2 separate regions of the Mus musculus genome follow, and region 2 is linked to region 1. A link is a contact called in public promoter capture Hi-C data. All regions are on one chromosome and are shown on one strand. Each heading gives the region's core, a stretch centred on a gene start, on an enhancer-like site or on the middle of the called end of the contact. The rest is flanking DNA. Distances are from core to core; before and after follow the strand shown.

Region 1 (6,090 bases), core at 1,393-3,892:
TTTGAGACCTAAGGAAGAACCAGAGTAGATACTTAGAACTATAGATAGCTGAGTTACACCCATTCACACGTATTTACAATGGCCTAGGGGGAAGGTGGACTATACAATAGACTAAAATAGGAACTATGGCAAGGGCACGAAGCCCTTGACCCTGGCTTCTAAGATTAAGTGAACTTTAGGTGGAGCTTTTTTTGATCCCAGTTGTTAACAATGAATTCTATCCCTGTTAGACCTTCTGTGTTTGTATTCCTCTGTTTTGTGTAAGAATCCAGTAACCTATTTGTACCTTGCTGGTGTGTCACCCAACTTCCCTATTTTCTTCTGTATAAAAAGTTTGATGCTCAATTTGACACATTACATTCAGATTCTACACAACCTCTCCTGTGTACATCTGTCTGTCATTCCCTCCGATGCTTTGCCCACTTGCCCCAGAGACCCATTCCATGCAGACAAAGGGATCCAGAGGGTCTGTGGCAGCTCACAATTTTAGAGTGTTATCATCTATAAACATTATGGTGCAGAGTAAGGCAGGAGGCAGGCAGGCAGGCATGATGCTGGAGCATCTAATTTACATCTAATTCATAAGCATAGGGGCAGAGACAAAGAGAGAGCTAAATGGGAATGGTGTGTGCTTCCTGAACCTGAAAGCCCACCTTTAGGGGCACACTTCCTCCAACATCTCCTAATCCTTCCCAAATAGTTCCACCAACTGTGGATCAAGTGTTTAAACAATGAGTCTACAGTGATTGTTCTCATTCAAGCTCTACATCTACCTTCTGAGCTTGGACTTGGTGCTCTCACTTTCATACAGCTTTGGCTAATGTGAATGGAGGAGTCTCCGAAAAAGAAAGAATGCACACAAAGATGAGCTAAAATTCAAGGCCAATGGGGGCCTTTCAAAGCAAGAGACACGGGAAAGAAAACTGGATGCTGATGATCAGATTAAACCTGAAAATAGATATTTAGAATGCTTTGTGTTGTTAGTAGTGAGTTATTCTCTCATCTCATTTCAACTTTGATTACATTTTAAAGGTGCATCTGTAAGAATGCAAGCAGTGGTATCATGTGACTAATACAAAGATCAGCCTGTGTGCCCAGAGGCATAGACTAACCAGGATGATTCTTTTTCTTAGACTGGGCTATAGCTGGAACTCAGTAGGTAGCTCAGGCTGGCCACAAACATAATCCTCATGTCTCCACCTCTGAAGCCCATAAATCTAATTTTGTGGTGTTGGTTGGGGGCGAACAGGAACATGACCTATGCTTAAATTCTCAAGTTTAATGATAATCATGTTGGGTGAATTTAACTTTGGTCCCATCTTTCCAGATTTCCTTAAAGTCCCTCAGAACATCAGGTAGTCTTCAAATGGCAAATATACTACTCCAATGTAAAGGAACATTTAAACACAGGATTCAAATTTATTAATTCACTGAGTTTTACAATATACCAATAGAGTTGTTTCCATCTGTGATTAAGGACATCAAATCGGGGGCTGGACAGATGGCTTAGTGGTTAAGAGCACTTCTAGAGGTGCTGAGTTCAATTCCCAGCAACCACGTGGTGGCTCACAACCATCTAAAATGGAACCCAGTGCCCTCTTGTGGTGTGTCTGAAGAGAACAACAGTGTACTCACATACATAAAATAAATAAATACATAAATCTTAAAAAAAAAAAAAACAGGGCTGGTGAGATGGCTCAGTGGGTAAGAGCACCCGACTGCTCTTCCGAAGGTCCAGAGTTCAAATCCCAGCAACCACATGGTGGCTCACAACCATCCGTAACAAGATCTGACTCCCTCTTCTGGTGTGTCTGAAGACAGCTACAGTGTACTTACATAAAATAATAAATAAATCTTTAAAAAAAAAAAAAAAACAACAACCCAAAACCATCAAATTGTGGTTTCGGAGTTGCAGGGTAAATCAGTGTAAAAAGGAATTGAATTGTCTTTGGTGGCTTTGACAACTTTCTCCTGTCCAACTAACCCACTCTTGCTAAGGATTCACTCCTGCCAATAGCTCTTTACACCAAAGAGCACTAACTACTCAATAACACTGCCTACTCTTGAAATTCAGGCTATGGCATCCAAGGCTGGGGGTGCTGTTAATTTAATGAACACATAAAATTGTTTCTTGGGATCGTGCTAATTTCCCTAAATTTTGTAGGAGTATGGGTGTCACTTTCTCAGACAGGATTTTAGGTTTGGTTTTGTGAAAACTTCACTACACTCTTTGTGTGAGACTTTTCCTTGATTTTCATTCTAGAGTGAGCCAATGAACCATATCACCAAGCTTGTGATTCCAGCTTCATTCCTGTCACACATGACCAGCAAATACGCAGCCTTTTCTATATGGGCTGAAGGTGCTTTCCTTCTTATTATTTTTTTAAACAAGTATGATTATGCAGAATACGATCTAGCTTGATAGGAAATGAAAATGCTCGTCCTTTATCTGAGAAAAAAATAGTAGCGACTTTAAGAGTAAAGAAGGCACCTTCTTCCAGTCTTCATATGCATAATTTTCTTTGCAGAGGACCCAGATGGAGGGAGCTGAAGACTGAGAGGCAGCCCAGTCTACACTGAACAGTGCTCCGCCTCCCCTCTTCGCCCCGCCCCTAGACCGACCCCGCCTCCCCTGCCCACGCCCCACCTCCGGCCCCGCCTCCCACCGCGCCGGCGCCATGGCCGCCCAGGGGATCTGGACGCTGGCGAGGGTATCGCTTGGGAGGCCACCGCCTCGGGCCGAAGGTTTCCGACAGCAGCTCAACTCAACCCTCGGTTCGACTTCCGAAGGAGCCCGCGGCGGCTCCGCGGCCGACTCGTGGGGAACGCCCGAAGGAGAACCAAGGCATCCAGCGAGCCGAGAGTTAACTGCAGCGGAGAGGCACATCGTCGAGCTGCACCGGGCCGCCTGCGCGGTGAGGCCCGCTCCAGCCTGCCCCGCGCGCGGCCTCTGCGCCTGCGCGCGCCCGGCCACCCGACCCCGAGGCGGCCCGGCCGGGAGGTGTTGGACCTCCGGCCTGGGGCGGGTCGGCCTGGGGCGTCCGCTCAGAGGGTCCTGCGAGAAACCCGGTCGCACTTTTGCGTTCCGGACAGAGAGGTGTCTGCCCTGAGATGGGAGGCTCGCGAGGCTCGGTTTTTGATCTGCGTCCCAGCTAAAGGCTTGTCTCGGTTTGTGTGTGTGCGCGCCCTCCAGCGTGTGAGTGTGTTGTGTGGGGGAAATGGGTGCTGAGGAACTGAGGGTAGGACTGAGCTCTTACAGGGAACGTATGTAGTACAGACATGTTGCCTGTGCGTGATAACTCGAGCAGCCTGCCATCCAGTGACTTTAGTAATGCAAACATAAGACAGACGCTTTACATTTTTGCCCCGTGTCCTCTCATCCTTTGCCTCCAGTCCAAGTGAGCGAAAGAAATTATAATCAGGCAAGTTTGCATTTTTCCTTAGGCATTCTTAAATCACCTTTTCTTCTGGTTTATGGATTTGACAATTGCTTGTCACCACCAATATCTAACCTTATCTCCCTTCAGTTTCCTGACACTTTAGAATACAATAGTTTGAAGATAGCATTATTTATATTTTAAGTTTTATAATGATGTAAGAGTGACTTGTAATAAATCTGTGTATTAAGCTCTGTGTTTGGCTAGTACTTGATAAGACCACTTATTTGGTTTGGCTTGAGACACAGGCAGAGGCAAACCTTGAACGTTTCCTAAAGTTGACACTCAGCCTTGGGAGTAGTATGTCCCAAAAATCCACTGTCTAACCCCTTCATGTGTTGCAAGTGAATAAAGATTTATCGAAAAATTATTGACAGCCTTTGACCGTTCTTGCTTGTGCTCTTATTTTAAGTATAACAAACACATGCAGTTTGTTTCCACAAGTCACCATACAAATATGGTTTGTAAAACCCAGAAGTCTTATCATTTTTCAAGGCAAACAACAGTGGCCTGTATAGATTGGTTCGATCAACATAGCAAAAGGAAGGCAAGTATTTGCACCGGGGAACCCACAACCTTTTCATCAGTGGGGTTTCACAGGTCATGTGACTGTCCAGGAGACCAGAAGCAAACCCAAAAACATGCTTGGTATATATAGCTCCCAAATGACAGTATTTTTCCATGCCTCAAGGGAGATAGCGCCTTATCGTGCTCCCATTCCTGCACTGGCTATCTTGCTTTCCATAGACATCTTGCTCTCCAGTCAAAGCGTCAGCAAACTTGCCTCATCTTCGTTGCCATCTTTATCCAAGGCTCATTTAGTGAGAAGAAATTGTGTGTAGGCAGTCAGCAAACTTAGAGGTACGCCATCCACATGTAGAGCAACCTGCTAAGCTTCCGGATCGCCAGATAATTGTCTCCAGAAAACATCCAGAAGCTAAGCGAAGACTATAAAGGCTTTGCAGTGTTTCGTTTATTTGCCTTCCAGGTCGTCAAGCATGAGCTTTGTGGGAGGAGAAAGAGAAAAAAGGAAATGAGGTTCTGACAGTGGGTCATTCTAAAGTAGTGTTGGGTGCATCTGGTGCCACATGGCCTTGGGATTTGAGAGCAGCATTGGGACTTGCTAGTTTCTTAACTGCCCTGATCTATTTGTGCAGCAATGCCTGAGAGTGAACCCAGACTTGAACTAAAATATAAGTTGACCTGAATGTCAACCATAATGAGTGACATCATTAAGTATAACGCTGGATAGCTGAAGTTCTTGATGACCAAATGGAAACTGTTTGCCAGAGGCCGCAAAACTGGTACATGCCTTGCATCCCAACACTAAAGCAGACAGGTTGGTTGTGAGCTTGAGGCCAGCCTGATCTACAAATCTGTGGGCCAGGCAAGGTCATATAGTTAGAGCATCAGCGAGAGAAAGAGCAAGGGAGAGAGAGGGGGATATGCATGTCAGAAGACCTGCTGCCTTCATGCATATTTTAATGAAAGTCTATAGGCAGGAGTGATACACTGAGTTTCTAATGGTCAAAGTGCTATATAAAAACCCACTGGGAAGTTCCCCTATAAAATCTGGAGGCTAAGAAACATCATTAATGTGATATACGTCCGAGGGAGGAGTTACAATTTGCCTTTCCCTGCACACACTGTGCTTTGGGGGATTTATTTTTTTAAATCATAATTGCATATAAGTGGGAAATGCATCCCTGAAGTTTGAAGTGGTATCCTGGAAGTTGCTGTTGATCAAGCTTATTAAGCCAGTGAGTGTTAATGTGGCAAAACAATACCTTCTCAGTCAAGACTAGATCTACCAAAACTGGCGAGGGAGAGGACAAGAAAACCGTGGACCTTGCAGGGCAGTAACACATCGGGAAGGTCTAGAAAATATTCAATAACAGCAAAGGCAATGCTTCTCTGTGAGGCCTGTTTGGCTTTGATTAGCACCTTTTCTGTGAGTTTAAATCATTATCCACATATTGTAAGCACTGAAATTGTAACTGCCGCTTCTGAGTGCAGTTCATTTCCAGCCTCTTAAGCTCTTAAAGTCATCTAAATCACCTGTTATTAAGCTCGTTACCTAGAAGCAGAATGAAAAATATCAGAGCAGCAGCCACATAGTTGTCGCATACAGAGGAGTTCTTGTTTTTCCACCCACTTCTCATTTTACTCAAAACTGTATGCTTTTCCCTTTAATCACATACAGTTAGCTTATATATAACGTAGAAATGCACGTGCTCTTTAATTGCAAATGCCACTACAATTACTGGAAAAGAAATTTAATACTGTCCTTTTAAAAAAAATTTACAATCATTTTGGACTAAAAATATTACTAGGGAGATATGATGAACATTAACAAAGATTGATGTATTGTTTTATTACTCTTCAGGCTGGCCAGCTAAGCTATATGGACCCAGCTACCGGCTATGTGGTTCTCACAAGGCTGGCCCACTTGCAGAGAGGCGCCTGCTGTGGCTCTGCCTGCAGACACGTGAGTAACAATTCTCGAATTACCCTGGCAGTTTGCTGAGCTTCTGTAACTTCATAAATACCTATTATTTGAACAACAAGTCAAATAAAAAAGCTAAATAGACCTAGAGTGTGCTTTTCACAAGCTGTTTTAGCAAAGGACAATGAAGCTGTTAGTACCAACACA
Region 2 (6,090 bases), core at 2,380-4,879, 280 kb before region 1:
AACACAAATTATTAATAAAATTGCAAAGATGTAATTTGTAAATAAACCAAGAACATAAATATAGACCTATAAACATTCACATGATACCTGGAATACCCATAGATTCAAAATCAAATTATCATATGTGATCTTTAATAAATTAGGAATATTCCTCAATGTGGTAACTACTATTGGGATGATCCTATAAAACCAAATGGTGACATTTTTTTGAATAATTTCAACCCAAAGTTAGTTTTTAAAAAAGATCAGCTTGAAGCAAGAGCTTCAATTGTAGTACAAAAGCAATCAATTTTATGAAAACATACATCCTACTAAAAGTATTTTTTAAGGACTCCACATTCTGTGATAAAATATGCAAACAATACAAGGATTATTTGGTGAACACACACAGAATAGCTGAGAATTAGTTGTCAGAGGACTTGTTATAAAAAGTACATTCTTGAACAAAGCAAGAGCATATCATAAAAGCCATCAAAACAGAAATCTCAGCTTGTAGAGCTACAAACTCACACAAAATCAGGGGGGAAGTACGAAGACCAAGAAGGCAGACGCACCTTGTGTTTCAGCCTGCTCTTCACCTCCTTTAGTCCCAGTCTGGCGTGACTCTTTGCCTAGGAAATGAGAATAAGTGTATCAAGCTTCTTATGCTTCTATTATCATTTACTAAATAAAAAGATATGTAAGATTATCTCTAATAAGGTTTGCTAACTATCCATATTAGTTAGAAAAGAAACAAATTATATCCTAGCACTATTTCCAGGGAGGTCATCTAGTTACCATTTTATTAAGCCCAAACTGTTGTTTAAAAGGGTCAATTCTGTATTTCATACAAACACACAAAAGTTAACATTCAGTCGAGAATCAATCGGGTACCTAATCCCCATTATTAACTGAAAATTGTGACCAATGAGAGAAAGAAAGAAAGAGAGTTCCAGTGGATGCTCACAGGCAGCTATTGGATTGATCACAGAGCCCCCAATGGAGGAGTTAGAGAAAATACCCAAGGAGCTAAAGGGATCTGCAACCCTATAGGTGGAACAACATTATGAACTAACCAGAACCCCGGAGCTCTTGACTCTAGCTGCATATGTATCAAAAGATGGCCTAGTCACCCATCACTGGAAAGAGAGGCCCAATGGACTTGCAAACTTTATATGCCCCAGTACAGGGGAATGCCAGGGCCAAAAAGTGGGAGTAGGTGGGTAGGGGAGTGGGGGGGGAGGGTATGGGGGACTTTTGGGATAGCATTGGAAATGTAAATGAGGAAAATACCTAATTAAAAAAAAAAAGAAAGAAAGAGAGACAGAGACAGAGAGACGGAGACGGAGATGGAGAGATGGAGAGAAAGTAATCACAGTGTCAGGTTATTTGGACAGGTGTGTAAGCTTCAAGAAACTGAAGAAATGTTAGAGTGTTGCTGAAGTGCTTTTTCAGACACAGGCATCTAGGGGAGTGGTATTTCACCCATAGATTTTCCAGCAAAAATTAAGTCACTGAACAACTTCACGCTACCTTCATATTTCGCTAGGGTTTGTCTTATCATTCAGTGTCTCCAGTCTGGCTATGAATTGTGGGGTCCAACTTAGGACAGCGGGGAGCTTCATAATCGTGGGGCTTTCGCTGCACCGGAGATTTTTACTCAGAGTACTCCAGGTAAAAGCAGACAAAAGGAAGCCTCCTTTACTTTGTTTCCTGACTATGTGCTGGGTCTTACAAACACTGCACTGTTGCTGTCCCAGCTCCAGGATGACACTGTTCCCAAGCCACCATAGACAAGAGCACAGTGATCCAGGAAGCTTAAGTCTACACAAAGTGTGATAACACTAAGTAAAACAAGAATATATTTAGCTTGTATAAAGAAAGTAACTTCCCATACATACAACATTATTTTAATAACAGACTTTTATTTTGTTTGATATGAACTCTAAACATTTTATAAAGCTTATTTTAAAAATGGAAAACAGTTGTAGCAATAGCTCAGACGTTAACAGTGCTTGCCACGCCGGGATGAAGACCTGCATTCGATCACCAGACGAGTAAAGGGCTGGATGGACACGCAGCTGCACTTGTATTCACAGTGCTCAAAGGCAAAGGCAGGCAGGTTCACAAGGATCCTGGACCTTGCCCGACCTGGCCCCATTAGTGAGGTCCACACTCTAGTGGGAGACCCTGTTTAACATTATAAAGTCACAACTGGTCAAAAACACTGAGAACCACCACTCAGTGTTTATCAGTGGGTACTCAGCCCACTGATAAACCCACAGCACAACCCCACAGCTGAGACTCAACGGGCATCATGGGAACCTTCTAAGAGCCAGAGCACCAGGGCAGAATGTGTGCTGCAAGATAGTATCTTCTACAGAGGACAGGGAAGCTGCACCCAGGAAATCCCAACAACATGGTTGCCTAAGCAACAAATGATGTGCAGGTGGATGGAAAAATTCTAACAGGGCTTGATTCCTAGAAAATGAGCTACTAGAAGTTAATGGCAGCTGAGAGAGAAAGAGAATCTGTCTTCTCTAGAATGAGGTTAGCCAAGCCCAGGAGGTTAGCCCTAACCACACGATGAGAAACACTAAATGGACTCAGCCGGTTGTATCTGTAACTTATATACATTTATAATTAAGTAAACATACACAATACACATGGATGTAACAATTATATTTTAATAAGAGGCCAAGAATTTGAGGAGTGAAAGTCACACCAGAGGAACTAGAAGGAGGAGGAGGAGCAGAGTGACATAAATACAATACTCATATATGAAACGCTCAAACAAAAATGCCATGAAAAAGAAAACAAAAATAAATGTATGCATGCATGCAAGGTTGTACACACACACACACACACACACACACACACACACACACACACACCATACATGTAATTTTATCAGCAGAAGTCTGAAAGTCAGAGAGGAAACTTACAAATTTGTATGCAGTCCGCACAGCGGGAGTTGCTTTGGTCACTGCTGTGTTGAACAATGCACCTCCTTTCTGAAAGAAGAGAAACATTTTTAAAGACTTGTGGGCAAGCTGTCCTAGAAAAATGAAACATTGTCAGTAATATAGAAAAATATGTAAGTTAAAGACCCATGAAGTTATGTCAATTATTTTTTAATATTTTACATTTTATAATGATTTAAAACAGAGTGTAAATATTTTGCTCAGTTCTTTTCAGTTGGTGTAAAGCATCATTTCCGAGGCATTTCATCACCAGGTTGGAATAAAGAGTACGATGGACAAGACAGAACAAACTTAGAGTTTCTCAACAGACAGAAGATGATGGTCATCAGCTGATTTGACGCTGGGCAATAAAGACTTCGACTGTGGGTGATTTTCTTCACTAGAACATATCATACTAACAAAACATTGTAATCCAATAAAATCCCCATCAGACCCTACTACTGCACCCTAGTCCTTTGTTGGCTTTCTATTGCTATGACACTGATGAAACTCACCTTCAAGAGAAGAGGACTTATTACATCACTCAGGTCAGAGTTCATCATCAATGGAAGCTAGGGCAGGCACTCAAGCAGGAACCTGAATGGAGGAGTGTGGCTCACTGGCCCCCTTCCAAGTCCCTAGTCAGCTGTCTCTTTTACACCTCTCAGGATCACTTACCCAGGGCGGCACTGCCCACTGTGGGCTGGCCCATCAATCATTAAGCAAGACAATGTCACACAGCCATTCCCACAGGCCAATATGATAGATGCATCTCCTCAGCTGAGGTTCCCTCTTTGGAAAGTATCACACTATCAGAACCTAAGCAGCACAGGGGTGCTGTGACCTATAATACAGTGTGCAGGCAAATGGTGGCTTTGAGTAAGACTTTTATGTCTAACGTAAACACTTTCATTTTAAATTTCCTTTATATTATCAACAAAGCATGAACAAAAATTACTTAGTGTGATAAAACATACACATTTCAAATTAAACAGTGTTAAGTATAGCCAGAATACTTTTTCTCAATATTTCTCTGCACTTTCTAGAGTGAAAAGAGGAGAAACAAAAGGCATACACTTACCTTGACTGTATACACCCACTGCTGATATGACCTCGGGCTCCCTGGAACATATAAAAGTTAGATGCCAGGGGTAACCACTAAAAGCTAAAACCAGAAAAACACAGCTCGCCCAGAGACAGCATGCACAGCAGCCCAGCACAGCAGCCCAGCAGGTCCCTTTACTGGCCTGTTGTAAACCAGGACCAGGTCCTGAGAGTGAGTGCACCAGGCCATCAGAACTCACACCAAAAGCATCGTTCTTCATTCACACATGAACCTAAGGCTTCCCTATATTCTCACATTTAAATATTTGCCTTGCAGTGGAAAATATAGCCTATTGAAATTCAACATGCCTAGACATCTAAAAATATTTTTTTCAAAGTTTTATGTCTATTGTTTTAAAAAATGTTTGTTTTATACAGTTAGGTTCACTTAAAACATTTCAAGTGTGGAGAAGAATCAAGGAAAACAGGAAATTGGGAAATGCAGAAAACCACGAGGACAAAAAAGATGGTTTTGTAATTTTTAAATAGCAATGTACACTAATAGGTGTTTGTATCTTAATGTGACTAAATGACACTTTTATCTCTAAAAATAGTCTCTAACTTTCTAGAAGCAAAACCATATGGCTGGAAGGAAACGCGCTGAAAGGATGCCATGGGTATGAATGAGCTCGTCTCTCAGAACTCCTTCTAAGAGAACCTGACAGTTCCGGCTGAGGAGGAGACCCACAGGGCACAACACTTGCTGTGAAACAGGACTTGAGGAAAGAAGCCAGGTGTGGTGGCACACACATGTCATCCTAGTGCTGGGATGGGAGACATGAGCACATTCCTCAGAGAGACACAGGCCACTGAGACCCTGTCTCAAAAACCACGGTATATGGAGAGCGAGGAATAACGAACATCTAAGGTTGTCCTTTGTCCTCTTGTCCAGATGTATGGTACTACCTAGACCCCAGAGATACACAAACGTGCACCAAAACTCTTGCTAATAAACATGCTCACTTATAAATAACATTATTTAGTCACTGAAATGATATTATTAGACAAAAGAAAACATATCTGTTGCTGAAGAGATAGCTGAGCAGTTAATGACACTTGTTCCTGAAGAAGACCCACGGTCAATTCCCAGCACCCACTTGTTAACTCACAACCGCTGGTGACTCTGGATCCAGGGATCTAACACTCTTCTGGCCTCTAAGGTTGCAGTGAATGTGGTGCACACACACACACACACATGTTGCCAAAACTCTCATACACATAAACTAATAACCCTCCCTCTTTGGGGAAAAAAAAAAAAGAAACACACATCTAACATCGTCTTCTAAAACAACTGATTTCAGTTAGATTTTAAACTACTTTCTTAATTTTTATGATAAGAATCTCCAAAAGGAAAGGAAAAAAGTCACCATTAAAAGTAAAGTCTCAATGGCTACACTGTTGCCCAAAGGACCCCACAAAATACAGCATGTATCTTTTTATGCGGTTCTATCTTTGTTTTATGAAAGAAAATACAACAGAGCTAGCCGGATGTTAAAGGCATTAGCCTGCTTATAGCTAAGACTAACGAGCTGAGTTTGGGCCCCAGAACCATCACAGTAGTGGCTGAAAGCCAAATCTTGCAAGTTGTCCACTAACCTACACACATGCAATGGCATGCATGCACACACACACACACACACACACACACACACATGCATGCACACATATGCACAATTGGTTAATTTAATCCTTCAAATCTTTCCCTCACTTAAAAGAAAAACCAAGAAACAACTTCATTGTAATAATGATCCTTTGCAGCACTTTCTCCTTTCTATTGAACAAGAAAATCCTGGGTCAAAACCATTATGACTCATCCCCAACGATTCAGGTGCATATTTCCTTTACCAAATGATGAAAAACATTCATGTTATCCTATTGATTTATTTTTCAAATACATTTTACTTTATTACCAATCAAGTCTCATCTTTCATTTAGGTTATTTTTTTATATTTTTAAAAAAACTTTCTGGGATAGGGTCTTTTCTAGCTGGTTTCCAACTCACTGTAAACTGAGACTGGCCGTTGGTCCCAAGTCCCCCGGCTCC

The links. Promoter capture Hi-C pulls out the DNA fragments that hold promoters and counts their contacts.
Region 2: a promoter capture Hi-C map of neutrophils shows a contact between it and region 1, with 5 times the contacts expected there. The contact joins the enhancer-like site here to the promoter of 2310009B15Rik in region 1. A contact is called at or near these places in 18 of 39 promoter capture datasets (the C10 cell line, the HPC-7 cell line, cranial neural crest and 12 more), 2 of 484 Hi-C or Micro-C datasets (bone marrow-derived macrophages and transitional/marginal zone B cells), 18 of 115 datasets of contacts at active chromatin or transcription factors (bone marrow-derived macrophages, craniofacial prominence, embryonic basal ganglia and 11 more) and 3 of 9 other capture datasets (adipose tissue, liver and macrophages).

What each region holds. Positions count from the first base shown.
Region 1 is chr1:138,853,406-138,859,495 of GRCm38.p6, reverse strand. It overlaps 2310009B15Rik (RIKEN cDNA 2310009B15 gene), which reads left to right and starts at 2,642. Exons shown (of 3, transcript NM_001081226.1): 1 at 2,642-2,915; 2 at 5,824-5,925. The coding sequence starts at 2,679.
Region 2 is chr1:139,137,355-139,143,444 of GRCm38.p6, reverse strand. It overlaps Dennd1b (DENN/MADD domain containing 1B), which reads right to left. Exons shown (of 22, transcript NM_001166501.1): 16 at 4,024-4,064; 17 at 2,925-2,993; 18 at 555-611. Among named protein-coding and RNA genes, the nearest start is that of Gm41960, 27 kb to the left of the region's middle. Within about 2 kb of position 3,629, at least 1 of the 459 cell types and tissues checked has an H3K27ac peak or open chromatin away from gene starts, as enhancers often do.